Linked DNA regions of Macaca mulatta: all the other regions are linked to region 3. A link is a contact called in public Hi-C data. All regions are on one chromosome and are shown on one strand. The core of a region is the stretch at or near the end of the contact, and the rest is flanking DNA. Distances in the headings are between cores, read along the strand shown.

Region 1 (2,700 bases), core at 179-2,678, 120 kb before region 3:
CCCAACGATCTCGGGGTCCAGCCACACCCTCCGCCCGCCCTGCCTCACCCCTGCTTCCCCAGCCCACAACCCGGCCCGGCCCGGAGGAAGGAGCTGGCCCGCCAGGCCGCCGCCTGCGACTTCCCCTCCGATCCACAGGTGCCGGTAAACAAAAGTGCCGCAGCCGCCCCCCCGCCCCCACCCCGCGGAGTTCGGCCCAAGGTTACGCAGGGGTTCGGGCGGCGCCCGCCGGGGGCCCCCAGACCCAGCTTCTGGGCTCTCCCGGGCTTCTCAAGCCCACCGGGTCGGGAGCCTTCCTGCGGCTCCGAGCTGCTCCCCTCGCTCCGAGCTGGGTTCCCCCCTGAAAGATTGGTCCAGGAAAACCCTCCTGGGTCCTCGCGCGCCCTTCTGCACGGGAACCCCAGCCCACCCCCGTACAGACACGCCTTCCACCATCTCGCCTAGGAAAGCTGCTGGGACCCCAGACCCAGAGCCCCGGCCACACTCCCGTCCCCTGCTGCCCCCTCCCGCAAAGCCCACGGTGGGAACAGAGGGCACCGCGCGAGCCGATGCCACCCTCACTGCCGGCCCCACCCAGACCTGCCGGTGCTGCAGTGCCCCGTATGTGCAGCCTGCAGCATCCCCGTGGCTGGGACAGGCCCGGGGGCGGCTCGCACAACGCAGCGGGGGAGCGGGTCGGGGTCCAGCAGCAGCCAGAGCCCGGGTTCCCCCGGCCCCGCACCCCTTCCCGCTCCCGGCCCGCAGGGGCGACCCGGGAGAGTGCGCCCCCGGAGTGTCGGGCGGGTGTGGGGCTGAGGGTCCCGGGGCTTGGGGGGGTCCCAGGGCCGCCGGCCAGGGCCACAGGGACACGGGAGGGGCGCCAGGCTGTGACCCCCATACTGTTTACTCTCCGTGTAATTAGCCGGCCGGGCTGCGGAGCCTTGGGCTGCGACGTGCGGCGGCCACTCCCGCAGATCCTGGAGCTCACTCCCCTAACCTGCAACCCTGGGCCTCTGCCCGGGCGGCCCTGCGGACTCACGTCTCGGAAGCGGTTCCAGTGCTTGATCTTGCCGCTGTACTGCGAGATGGACGACAGCCATTGCTCGTCCTCCATGAAATTGCCGGGGGTCTCGCCCTCCTTGAGACCCTTGGCGTCACCTTCGGCCAGGGCTGCCGCGGTCAGGAGCAGCAACGGCAGCACCAGTCGCCCGCAGCCCGGGGCGCGCATCGTGGTCCGGGTTCTACCTGGGGGTCTTGACTTCTGCAGTATTTTAATGTCCTTCCTCCCACCCCGCTGCTGGTGAAGAGCACGCGGCTGTCCTCAGCCCTCCTCCCGCGGTCTGCGTCCGGTGACTGGCGGAGAGTGGGTCGCGGCTGAAATGTGACCTGGTTAGGAGATGCACTTGTCTGAAAAAGCCCAGCACTGGACGCGGAGAGGAAGACAGAATCAGAGAGGCTGCGCCAGCAGGGGCTGTAACTGTAGCATCAGCATCACGTTTGACATCATCATACCTGGTTTAAAAAAAAAAAAAAAAAGGAGTGGGTAGATTTCAAAGCGAAGCGCTCTCTGGATGAGAGCGCCAAACGCCAGCCAGTCGCAGCGGGGCCCAGCCCAGCCTGGCACACAGGGAGTTGCAGACCAAGAAATCAGAATCCCGAAATGTCCCTGAGCTCCCTCCAAGGATGGAGAGCAAGAAGGGCCCCAGGATCTCCCCGGGGAAGATGGGATGGGGGAAAGGGCGCAAAACTCTCCGGTTACAAAGCCAGCCAGGCTCAGGTGTCAGAAAGGGAATTTAGCCAGACACCGTTTTTCTCCCCTTGCCTCCCACCCGCAGGGGCCTGCGCCACAACCCTGACAGCTGGCTTCCTGGAGTTATGGCTCTACCGTAATGGGTGGCTTCGTTAAAACAAAAGCCGTATAACAACTGGCTGCTCAGAACCATTGCTCCCCAGTGGCACCGCATTGCGCGAGGCAAGGCCTGAGCACTGAGTGGCTGGTGAAACAGAGGCAGATGTCCTCCTTCCCAAGCAGCTGTTTAGGGGCTGTCACCCTTTTTGTTAGCTCTTCCTAGGACAACCCTAAAAGGCAAATGTCTGACCATTTCATCTGCCTTGGAGGCTGCAAATTTGGAAAAGGCATATTTGCTTATGGTTTTTTTGACTTTAAGTTAGTTTGAATGAGCCACTGGGGAAGCTGGGACGTGCGGGGATGGGGTGGGGTGCTGGTTTTGTTTAAGGTGTTTTGTTGAAACTGTGACCCTCCTTATTGGCTGTAGATTTAAATGTTGACATACCAGCGGGGAAAGGTTGGAGGCTGGCCACAGTCCCAAGATCACAGCAGAAATGGGGAGAGGTTTACATTACAAATACATTAAAGAGGAAACATCATCTAATGGGACAAAACCTAGTGAACTTTTGTGACCCAAGGCCTAGACTGTTTTTAAAAAGACTTAGCTGCTGTGATCTAAAAAATAAAATTTTAAAAGGCAATGAAAAACATGATCTTAATCAGTAGGAAAAAACATAGCTTACAAGGTTCCTCCTCACCCTGAATCTGGCCTGTCTGGGAACTCTGAATGCCTCAGTGGCTCAGGCTGGAGTCTCCTTGGGAAAACAGAAAACAATAGCTCCCTTTCCGTGTTTTCTTGTTTCCTTTGCTGTTGGATTTATTGGTGGTGCTGCAGTGAGGCCCTGGCCATTGACGTCTTCATCTCACAGTAA
Region 2 (2,700 bases), core at 10-2,509, 120 kb after region 3:
AGGTACAAGAGGAGGCCTGGTGGTCACATCCACAGCGGGTGAAGAGAGGCACCCATGGGCACTGACTTTTCTTCAGGAGTTGAGGAGGCTGCCCTGGGGTCCCGGCACCACTGGCTGACTCGGAGGAAGAACCTTCTGAAATCCTTGGTGCAGGACTTAGGAAAAACCAGTGGCAATGATGGAGCTGTGCCCTGTGGCACCTATAAGGCAAAGCCCACTGAGGGGCTTAGGGATGGGGAAGTGGTTAGGCAGATCCTGGCCCCCTCTGCAGGCCTTCCCTTCTGTGGGCAGGGGGCTGGAGGGCTCCTGGGCACCAGGACAAAGAGCCCACTAGTGCTGCTCAGAGGGAAGGGGTGGCCTCACCCAAGCAGGTCCTTGTCGTGCCTCTCCTGTGACTCAATACTGACCTGGTACCTGCCTCCACGGCCTGCTCCTCTTCAGGTTAACCGTTATCCTGAGGCCTTCACGGGTTCACACTATCATGATTACTGCTGCCATCAAAACCAGGTTGGGGTTTCGGGGGGCCGTGAAAAGCTCTGGCGTGACTCTCCTGACGCTGTCAGCTTTAGCTAATGTCTAGCAAAAACATCACCAGGGTGCCTTCCCCAAACAGGCCTCATTTTCTAAAACATGGAAGAAATCAGCTCAACAACTTAACCAAATCCCTGCAGAGTTTAAAAAGTAGACTATATATATATATCTTCATATATGCCTATTTACATATAAATAGATATATATACATATATGCGCATCTATAAATTACATTCTATGGAGAGTTCTTTCTTCCTCCTCTCTATCCTTGGCCAGCGCCTTTGGCTTCTCCTGAGAGGTGGCTGGTGGTGGCTCCTGTGAGGGAGGAAAGGCAGCTGGGTGCCCCCTCCCCCAGCCCTTCCCACTGATATCTGCTGGGAGTTTTACATTCTACTTTCGTTGCCATGGTTTCTGTATCCTAGGAGAGAGCCGGTGCGGAGCCTCCGCCAGCCCTGGGAGGGAGGGAAGCAGCCCCATGGCAGGTTTTCTGTCTGTCCTAAGAGCTTTCTGCATTTACTGGGTGAGAGAGAGGGCAGCTGTGCAGCGTTCGGCCTCCAATTCCATTTTAATTTTGTTTCTTTGTATGTCTTTCCTCAAATATACAGTCCATCACCTTGGCTCAGTGCGTGTCACCAAAAATTCTCCAGGGATTTCATAGTCTGGGGAGGAGAGTGGCAACAGTTAGCTCGGCAGTCAGGCGGCACCGGCTCCTCTAGCTTACGCCATACAAGTAGCCCCCCTTGCCACTGTGCCACTGCACCACTGCACCGTGCTGCCTGCTCGACCCCCACCAACCCCACCTGCGGTCTGCCCTCCTGCGGCGGCACAGAGGCAGACACAAATGGCCTCTAGGCAGAGTCAGCTGTGGATCCAGGCTGGGAGGACACAGGCAAAGGAGGGGGTGGACAGGGCACCCGCACAGAGAACCTTCACTGCTTCTGCCCACACTTCTCCGGGCTTGGCCGAAGTGGCCATCTCTGGCAAACGCTGGGAGCAGAGCCCAGCACCCCCATTCGCCGGGCTGTAGGAGGGAGCCTGCTACGAGCAACTCTCATTTCCCCTCCACCCCTCCTGTGCTGAGCGGCTGCATCTGACCCTGAACTCATGACCTTCTGTTCCCTTCCTCAGACCGCAGGCGAGATGCCTGGGCAGGGCCGGATGCCTGTGGTTTCCACGCTGCCAGGTGTGGCGGCATTAGAGAGAGTGCCTCAGATCCCACCAGAAGGGGGTGGTCAGGGCCCGCGGCCCCTCCCGCCGCCAAGCCTGCCAGCTCCCACCCACCTCGCGGCTGCCTGTTCATCTTGCTCCATTTCCTCCTCGCTGGAGGGATGGAGGAAGAGGAGGGCTCTTGGCCCACCTGTTCCCACATGGTTCTTCCTGGTATCAGGCAGGCAGTGTGCGTGTGGGGCTCTCTTGGGCCCCACAATATGTGATGGCCTGAATACCAGGGCATGGACAATAGTCTGCTGTGCTGGAGAAAGGGCTGTGCTGACTGATGGCTGGAGTGGACCAAGAAGCCCCAGGTGGCCCTCAGCAACAGTTTCGAGTTCCCACTCTGCCTGGCTCTGGGGTCCCCCACACCCCCGGAGCCAGGGAGCGAGACTGCAGGAGTGGGGGTGGAGAGCATCGCTAGAGGGCGGAAACCGACCTTGGTTTCTAGCAGGCCCCACAGCTGCCCAGTCTCTGGAGGCTGGAGGTCAGGCTGGGGACAGGAGTCTTTGCCACAATCACCAGGCTTCCTCCCTTTCTCCCCCTCCCTCCTCTGCCTCATGACCAGGGCCAAAGCTGCCAGGAGTTGCAGGGTGGAGGCAGCCCTGGCTCATACTTGGACCTTGGTGGCGTGGCTGGCCCAGGACTATCCATGCAGGGAGGCCTGCACCTCTGACAGTCGGCTGCAGCTGGGGGTGCTCATCTTCTGTGCTTTGTGGTACATATCTGTGTCGCCAAAGTAACGGGCCCGGTACAGCAAGCCTTCCTCTGCAAAGCAATGGGACAGGGTTAGCACACACCCAGTACCTCCTGAAGCCTGCAGGGACTGGAGAGCGGAGGAAGGCTGACACACGCCTGGGGCTTGGGCAGGGCTGGCCTCCCATTAGGAAGACCCTAGAGGAGCAGAGACTACAGTCCTTATGTGGGAGAGACTGACAGAGGTGCCTTTCTCTAGAATGC
Region 3 (2,700 bases), core at 182-2,681:
CCTCCTCGCGTCTCCGCCCCGGCCACGCCCACCACGGCACGGGCGCGCGCACGCCGCCTTCGCCGCAGGCCCCTCCGTGGAGGCGCGAGCACGCCGCCGTCCTCGTCGTGGTGAGCGTGACCGCTCCGGCTGGTCCTGGGGGCGGGGCTGTAGGGGAAAGTGCTAAAGCCGCTGAGGTAAGAGGCCGAGGGCTGAAGGGCCCTGGGGAGCTTGGTGAAAAGGGAGTTAACCCTTAGGATCCTACCTGCAGGGACTAGAAAAATGGAGAAGGTAGGAGGAGAAACAGGAGACTGCTGTAGCAGACGTGCGACAGGAAATTTTCCCAGGCCGGGTTTGACTGAGTGCGCATGCGGGCCAAGGGGTGGCGCCTGCGCAGTGGGACAGCGCCGATGGCGTCGTTTCCTGTGGACCCAGCTGGGTGGGAAATGTGGCTAGGAGTTAGCTTGGGAGCCGCTGGTGTTCTGACCGCTCCCCTCTCTGGCCACTCTCTCTCCACGCCCACCCCACCCCCGGTTACAGCTGCGGCGTCTGTTTGGTTTGGGTTGTAATCCAGCTGTTTTGAAGTGGAACGATTTTTTGATGATGGAATTTAATGATTGCTTGTAATGATTTGCCTTTGTACTAGGGTAGGAACTTTTAAGGAATTACTCTTTTTAAGAAAATAGGCATATGTCTGTTAGAAAGGAAAGGAATTTATATTCATAAAACTATGAAGGCCGGGCGCGGTGGCCCACGCCTGTAATCCCAGCACTTTGGGAGGCCGAGGCTGGCGGATCACGAGGTCAGGAGATCGAGGCCATACTGGCTAACACGGGGTTTCACCGTGTTAAATACAAAACAAAATTAGCTGGGCGTGGTGGCAGGCGCCTGTAGTCCCAGCTACTGGGGAGGCTGAGGCAGGAGAATGGCGTGAACCCGGGAGGCGGAGCTGGCAGTGAGCCGAGATTGTGCCACTGCATTCTGGCCTGGGCGACAGAGGGAGACTCCGTCTCAAAAAAAAAAAAACTATGAATGCGAGGTCATCCCTGCCGTACATGAAGTAAATGTTTAAGCATCTTAGCTCGGACACAGCAATCTGTCCACAAAGCATCGTTACTCTCCTGTGAGGATCTCCACTGTCAGCCCCAACTTCCCTGACAGGGCCAAATCCCAGGATACTTCATCAGTATTTGTTCAACAGAACATTACTGAGCACCTCCGGTGGGCCTCTCAGACTAGTTGAAAATAGAGTTGTGCGAATAGATCTGCACAATGAGAAAAAAAATCCGTAATGAACCAATACTGATGACACCACGCTTGTCTATCTCCTGCATAACCTTTGCTGAGCCCTGCGTTCTGTCATTTGTTCTTCATTCATTCATCCGAAATGCTCAGGAAGCACTGTGGAAACACTGTGACCCAGGTTCTGTGCTCGGCATTGAGGGTAGAAAGACTTCGAAGGTGGCAGGATGTTTCTTAAGATCATGAACCTTAAAATGAAAGTGTAGGCCGGGCGCAGTGGCTCACACCTGTAATCCCAGCACTTTGGGAGGCCGAGGCGGGCCTGATCACGAGGTCGGGAGATCAAGATTTTCCTGGCTAACATGGTGAAACCCCGTTTCTACTTAAAAAAAATACAAAAAATTAGCCGGGAGTGGTGGCGGGCGCCTGTAGTCCCAGCAACTCGGGAGGCTGAGACGGGAGAATGGCGTGAACCCGGGAAGCAGAGCTTGCTGTGAGCCGAGATCGCACCACTGCACTCCAGCCTGGAGTGCTTAATAGAAGCACTTAATAGAGCGAGACTCCGTCTCAAAAAAAATAAATAAATAAAAATGAAAGTGTAAAGTGCTTAATAGAAGGTATTGGCCCTCCTCCTGAGCAGATTCTTTCCCCTCTGGGAGCTTGCTAACTCTGTTAGATGGAGAGAATTAAGACTTTTTCCATGAAGTTTTTTCATAGTAAGTATGAAAAACTGGGATCTGCATAGGAAAAAACACTCAGGAGTAACTCTCCGTTAATGATTTTGAACAGCCAAGATTTATGAAGTGTTTACTAAGCCTGTAACCATTCCAAGTGTTTTACGTGTATTAATTAATCTTTGTCACACCTGTGTGAGGTAGGTGATGTTATTACAGGTTGAGTATCCTTAATCTAGAAATCCAAAATCCTCCAAAATTTAAAACTTGAGCACTGACGGGATGGTCAAAGGAAGTGCTTTTTGGAGCATTTTGAATTTTAGATTTTCGGATTTGGGAGGCTTAATCGTTACGTATAATGCAAATATCCCAAAACCTGGGAAAAAATCCGAAATCCAAAATACCTCCAGTCCCAAGCATTTGGGATGAAGGGTACTCAACCTGTTTCCCGTTTTGCAGATAAGACAACCAAGGAACAAAAAGATCCCGAAGTGGGAGGCGGACGCGGAGGTTGCGGTGAGCCAAGATCGTGCCGTTGCACTCCAGCCTGGGCAACAAGAGCGAAACTCCATCTCAAAAAAAAAAAAAAAAAAAAAAAAAAACAGAAGTTGCAATTTTTTACATTTTTGCCATCAGACCTTGGCAATGACCTTGAGCAGTACGATATAAATAACTCCCACATGCTTAGCGTTCCAATAATGGAACACTAGGCATAAATGGGTGAAATGATTTGTCCACAGTCTTGCAGCAAGTAAGTAGCAAAACCAGAACTCAGAGAGGCTTCATAATCTTACCCACTATGCTG

The links. Hi-C and Micro-C count contacts between places; a contact is called where the count stands out from the background.
Region 1: a Hi-C map of CD4 T cells shows a contact between it and region 3, with 4 times the contacts expected there. The contact joins the promoter of SPOCK2 here to the promoter of ASCC1 in region 3. A contact is called at or near these places in 2 of 14 Hi-C or Micro-C datasets (CD4 T cells and liver).
Region 2: a contact with region 3 is called in a Hi-C map of blood, with 6 times the contacts expected there. The contact joins the enhancer-like site here to the promoter of ASCC1 in region 3. A contact is called at or near these places in 6 of 14 Hi-C or Micro-C datasets (CD4 T cells, blood, fetal cortex germinal zone and 3 more).

What each region holds. Positions count from the first base shown.
Region 1 is chr9:77,526,117-77,528,816 of T2T-MMU8v2.0, reverse strand. SPOCK2 (SPARC (osteonectin), cwcv and kazal like domains proteoglycan 2) reads right to left here and starts at 1,428. Exons shown (of 10, transcript XM_028826506.2): 1 at 1,019-1,428. The coding sequence starts at 1,207.
Region 2 is chr9:77,279,165-77,281,864 of T2T-MMU8v2.0, reverse strand. DNAJB12 (DnaJ heat shock protein family (Hsp40) member B12) reads right to left here. Exons shown (of 9, transcript XM_028826503.2): 8 at 2,363-2,508; 9 at 1,101-1,190. The coding sequence ends at 2,387. Among named protein-coding and RNA genes, the nearest start is that of DNAJB12, 21 kb to the right of the region's middle. Within about 2 kb of position 1,259, at least 26 of the 40 cell types and tissues checked have an H3K27ac peak or open chromatin away from gene starts, as enhancers often do. A contact at or near this core is called in CD4 T cells and blood, where this site is marked.
Region 3 is chr9:77,401,952-77,404,651 of T2T-MMU8v2.0, reverse strand. ASCC1 (activating signal cointegrator 1 complex subunit 1) reads right to left here and starts at 1,431. Exons shown (of 10, transcript NM_001194904.2): 1 at 1,132-1,431. The coding sequence starts at 1,163. It overlaps ANAPC16 (anaphase promoting complex subunit 16), which reads left to right and starts at 82. Exons shown (of 4, transcript NM_001257658.1): 1 at 82-176.